2 separate regions of the Cricetulus griseus genome follow, and region 2 is linked to region 1. A link is a contact called in public Hi-C data. All regions are on one chromosome and are shown on one strand. Each heading gives the region's core, a stretch centred on a gene start, on an enhancer-like site or on the middle of the called end of the contact. The rest is flanking DNA. Distances are from core to core; before and after follow the strand shown. Region 1 holds the start of Setd6 (N-lysine methyltransferase SETD6). Region 2 has its middle 19 kb from the start of Slc38a7.

Evidence for each region. A called contact is a pair of places that touch in the nucleus more often than the background predicts.
Region 2: a Hi-C map of the CHO-K1 cell line shows a contact between it and region 1, with 3 times the contacts expected there. The contact joins the enhancer-like site here to the promoter of Setd6 in region 1. A contact is called at or near these places in 2 of 8 Hi-C or Micro-C datasets (the CHO-K1 cell line and fibroblasts).

The regions. Positions count from the first base shown.
Region 1 is chr3:171,902,167-171,904,866 of CriGri-PICRH-1.0, forward strand. Setd6 (N-lysine methyltransferase SETD6) reads left to right here and starts at 1,428. Exons shown (of 7, transcript XM_027405718.2): 1 at 1,428-1,832; 2 at 1,915-2,056; 3 at 2,149-2,343; 4 at 2,465-2,588. The coding sequence starts at 1,457. It overlaps Ndrg4 (protein NDRG4), which reads left to right. Exons shown (of 16, transcript XM_035442606.1): 16 at 1-442.
Region 2 is chr3:172,028,622-172,031,321 of CriGri-PICRH-1.0, forward strand. No RefSeq gene overlaps it. Among named protein-coding and RNA genes, the nearest start is that of Slc38a7, 19 kb to the right of the region's middle. Within about 2 kb of position 1,255, at least 4 of the 6 cell types and tissues checked have open chromatin away from gene starts, as enhancers often do. A contact at or near this core is called in the CHO-K1 cell line and fibroblasts, where this site is marked.

The DNA of each region.
Region 1 (2,700 bases), core at 178-2,677:
GTAACTGTAAGCCATTTCTAGACTGCTCTCAAGTCCAGTGGAGTGTATTCTATCCCCAGTTCTGTTCACTCACGTGCTTCCGTGAATACTGAATGTGACTGTTTAAAGCTGATAGAATTAATCCCTTACTGTAGATAGCACTTCCAGTATTGGACATCTTTTTGCTGTGTTAAGATATCTATAAATACCTATACATTATATAATATATATATGTATATCAGGTCTTCCTGTGTGTGTTTTCCCAATTGGTGGTTGTCTCCTCTTTGGTCAAGGTGAACTTTTAATGGAGTTCATTACTTTCCTCTCTGTACAAAGTTAAGAGCCTAGTTTTGTGTGTTCTGGTGGCTGATAAGAGATTTTGAGATGACAAAATGCAAAACAAAAACCCTTATTAATATAGAAAGTTAACTGTGCAGAAAAACTAATAAAGAAATGAAGTGTATGAGTGTGTCATGTTTCCTGGCTGTCTCCGGCTCGGATGGGTGGAGGGTAGCAATTGTTTCTGTATATCTTTATACCTTCAGTGCCTGTTACACACATTTTGGTGGGAGTGAGGATTGCATGGTCTCATGCTGTAGCCCAGGCTGGCCTTGAACACTCATTGAAATCCTGCTTCAGCTTCCTGGGTGTTAGGATTATGTAGGCCCCCCTTGCCTAGCTTTTTGTTTTTCCTTTGGGGTGATGGGGTTTGAACCAGTGTGGTCACACACGATACTCAAGGTTCTACCATGAGGCCATATACCCTGATTGAGACACGATTTACCGATCCTGACACTAGTTCTCGGTGTCACAGATGAGGAAATAGCTTAGCCAGTAAGACCTCTTCAAAGCAAGGACACACCACTTTTTTTTGCTTGGTTTTTGTTGCTTTGAGACAGTTTCACCCTAGCCTAGGCTGGACAGGAACTCCCAGTAATACTTCTGTCTCAGCCTCCCAAGTACTAGAATTACACTGCCAACTTATCCACGTTCATTCACCTGATATTGACTCCTTCCAATGTATGAAAAGTAAAATGAAAGAGCCTATCATCTCTATACAGAAAATGAAAAACGAGTAAATTAGCAACTGTGGATATGTGTGTCTGTTAGATGTAGAAAACATTCAGGCCACTTCAAACCCACGTGCAAACTATCTAATCGAACGAAAGTCGGTGAAATAGATGGTTATCGCTAACAGGTGGTCGGTCACTACCGCGCAGCAGCTAAGACTCCTGGAAGAAACCGGATTTTGTTCCTGCACCCCGCTCTCGGGTACTCGCCCAGAACTAGGCTGGAGGCAGCACAGACCTGGCCTGTGTGCTCGCGGACGCGCAAAGGAGATGTCAAGCCGCTGGAGGTCCTGCCAGAGACGCTTTGCTGCGGGAGGCCGCGGCGTGGGTGCCTGGACCCGAGCTCCGCCCCGTCCGCTAGCATCCAGCGTCGCCGGAAGCGCCGGGAGGACGCGGCGCCTCCCGGCATGGCGGCTCCGGCCAAGCGTGCGCGGGTGAGTGGCGGCTCGCCCCTCACCACGCCCTGCCCGGTCCGGAGAGTTACCCGCGCCCCCCTGTCGCCCCCGGCTCCCGGGCGCGGCCATGCCACTTGTTTCTCCCCGCTGGCGGCGTGGCCCCGCGGTGGCCAGTCCGACGGCGACGCGGTAGCCGGCTTCCTGCGCTGGTGCGCGGGAGTGGGGCTGGAGCTGAGTCCCAAGGTGGCGGTGAGCCGGCAGGGCACGGTGGCCGGCTACGGCATGGTGGCGCGGGAGAGCGTGCAGCCGGGGGAGCTGCTGTTCGCAGTGCCGCGCTCGGCGCTTCTGTCTCCCCACACCTGCTCCATCAGCGGCCTGCTGGAGCGAGGTGGGTAGGGGGGCGGAGGGCTGGCTCCGGGGCTGGCTGCCGGATTGCGCCTGGGCGGGCGTTCACCGGGTGTCTTCCCTAGAGCGAGGCGCGCTGCAGAGCCTGTCGGGGTGGGTGCCGCTGCTGCTGGCGCTGCTCCACGAGCTGCAGGCCCCAGCCTCACCCTGGAGCCCCTACTTCGCGCTCTGGCCAGAGCTCGGGCGTTTGGAGCATCCCATGTTTTGGTGAGAGCCAAGGGAAGGGCTGGGGAGAACCCGTTTCAACCACTTTGCTCAGGGGCAGGCTGTGAAGGGCCCTGGATGGGTTATCCTTGCAGGCCAGAGGAGGAACGGCGGCGCCTCCTACAGGGTACAGGTGTCCCGGAGGCCGTGGAGAAGGATTTGGTGAACATCACTAGCGAATACCATTCCATCGTCCTGCCCTTCATGGAGGCTCACTCCGATCTCTTCAGCCCCACTGTTCGCTCACTGGAACTCTATCGTCAGCTCGTGGCTCTTGTGATGGCTTATAGGTCAGTGTTAAAAGCCTGGAGGAGCAGACCCTCATCTTTAGAACATTGTTGAGGGGGAAGAACATTGAACTCCAGGCCCCTCACCCAAGAGAGGGCCTTAGTTGAATTCTCTCTGTGGCAGCTTTCAAGAACCACTGGAGGAAGAGGATGATGATGAAAAGGAGCCCAACTCCCCCTTGATGGTGCCTGCTGCAGATTTACTAAACCACATAGCCAATCACAATGCCAATCTTGAGTACTCTGCAGTGAGTGAACCCCTATGTGCATAATGAGTCAAGTCATTGTGCTCCATTTTCCTACTTAACATTAAAATGAATGGGTCAGATTAGCTACTCTCCTGTATACTTTGGTATCAAG
Region 2 (2,700 bases), core at 5-2,504, 130 kb after region 1:
AGCATCTTTTATTTTAGTTTATGATTATAATATCTTCTTCATTACTCTGTGCATTAGTGATAGGTTCTCAGCTCTCTGTCTCTCTATATGTTCTTTAACTTATTATTATTTGTCTTTATATTATTGTCTAATAAATAAATATTTAACATTATGTATTTATTATTTGGCTTTTTAAGACAAGGCCTTGCTCTGTAGCTCTAGATATCCTGGAACTCACACTGTAGACCAGGTTGGCCTTGAACTCACAGAGATTCCCCCTTCCTCTGCCTCCTGAGTGCTGGGATTAAGAGTGGGTGTCACCACCACACACCACATCAGTCCCTTTGGTCTATGTTAAGGCTGTCTCCTCCAAATTCTTTAATCTGTATTGGAGCTCTGGTATGCTCTCTGCAGCGGTACAGTTGTTCAGCCTTAGCCAGGTAGAAACCCCACACACCTTGCTTTCGATTTATTTGCCAGCTGAAGCTATGGCTGCAGACCATTGGTTAGGGACCTACTCTTCACACTAGGCTATCTGTAGGCCTTTTGGGGGTTCATTTAGCTTCCCTATCTCCTTTTTCCTGTAGGGGCTTAGCAGCTTTTCAGAGCTGCAAAGGAGGGAGAGGCAGGGGTTCGTTCTGGCCAGTTCAGAGCGGAATTCCATATAACCTATCCTGATTTGGGCTCCTTACCTCTTACCACCCACTGCAAACCTCAGGAGCCACATGCATTTCCTAGATTGTTCATGGAATAAGAATGAAGGAGTTTAGGGTCTAGGTGGACTGCTTAGAAGTAGGGCCTGAGATGGTGTTTCTTGTGAACTTGACTTGCTGGGGGTGTAAGGAAAGGTGGACAAGGCAGTGAAGAATGATACAAACGTGCACTCTCAGCCAGGTGTGGTGCTGTGACTGCAATCCCAGCCTTTGGAAGACTGACACAGTGGGACTGCCTTGTCAGGGTCAGCCTGGGCTGCAGCACAAGATCCTCAAAACCCCCAAACCAAACCACAACAAAAGCCTGCTCTCAGTGCAGCCTGGCTCCCACCTGGTCATGGAGGTGGCTTGCCATGTACAGAGTCAGCCTTGTCTTGAGGCCAGGGTGGTGGCCTGGGGGCCCACCTCAGCCAGTCAGTCCATGCCTGTGTCCTTCTGAGAAGAAACTGAGAAACCACATTACACCTACACAATTAGAATTGTTTGGTTAGTATGATTTCCACATCAGACTGGAGGCTGTGACTCTGAGGTGGCCCTGCCCTTGTATAAGGGTGTCACTCAGATGAACCAAGCGAAAGCTCTTGTGACTCAGAGGCCTGGAGTCTCCTCTGAGAGTGCCAACTCGCCAACTCCATAAACAGAAATTATGTAAGGGCGACCCCTGTCTTCTGAAAGAGAAACTGCAGTTGCTTATTCTTTCCACGCAGAGACACACTACATTAGTTTCTCTTAGATTTCCAGTGTCTTATTGATGAGGTAGCACCATTGCCACTCTCATAGCCTAGCAAAAGGAGGCTCGAGTAGTGAGTCAAGTCTCTGAGCTCTTGCAGGTAATGAGGCATCTTTGGGCATCAACCCACGTCTATCTGAGGTCAAAGACTGCTCCAACCAACAGGCCCTCTGTTGTCAAGAGCAGAAACATTGCCTCATGGGAGTGTTAGACATAGGCTCCACCTCAGACCTGCTGAAGCAGAAAAACAGTTTAGAGATCCCAGATGGCTCTTCACTTATGACTTGCTTTCATATTAGAGTGTGAGAAACTGCTGAAGTACTAGAAGCAGTGGGCATACCCAGCATGCATCTTCCCAAGACAAAACAGAAGGAAATGTGGCCACTTTTTCTTCTCCTTCCTTCCTTCCCTCCCTTTTTCCCTTCCTTCCTTCTATCTTTTTTGTTAGTATCCAGAGCCTCGCAAGGACTCTATGGATGCAGGAATCCCCAGCCCTCAAGCACTGTCTTAATGACTCAGCTTTGCCCAGTGAGTTATGTGAATGAGGTCAGACTATGTTCCTTTTAGATAAGCTGCCCTGAGAGGTGAAGACCTTGTCCAGGCCCCTAGCCAGCAGGAGCTGACCACTTGATGTGGATTAGCTGAAAGAGGCTGAGTTCTGAGGGTTTTGAGATCTGATGTACGTGCCTGAATGAGGACTGTGAGTCCCTGGCTTGCCCTGTGGTATCAGAGGTCATTGTGCTGGCTGAGAGTGTTCTCTGGTTCCTTGTTGATTTGTTCATGATAAGAACACTGTGTGGCTCCACTGATGTGACCAATGCAACCCCAGCTAACTATTTAACTTCTCTTGCTGAGCCTTGGCTTTCTTCAGAGTTGTACCTAGATGGAGTTGACGCCTTTAATCCCAGCACTCGGGAGGCAGAGGCAGGCCATCTCTGAGTTCGTGGCCAGCCTGGTCTCCAGAGCGAGTGCCAGGATAGGCTCCAAAGCTACACAGAGAAACCCTGTCTCAAAAAACCAAAAAAAAAAAAAATTCCCCTACCTCTATTCTTCACAGACCACCAAGGTAGACTGGGCATGCCATGTTCCCTGTTTGGCAAATTAAGAAAATACCCAAGGAATTAAAGTGACATTTCTATAGGTTGGTCATGTTAACAGATCACAACACAAAATCTACCTCTTAGGATAGTTTACCACCCAAGTGAACCTCACTTTCAAAACCTGTGAGCTTCCGTACAGCACCAGGTACAACATCTGGGGACGCTGAAGCTGTGGTTT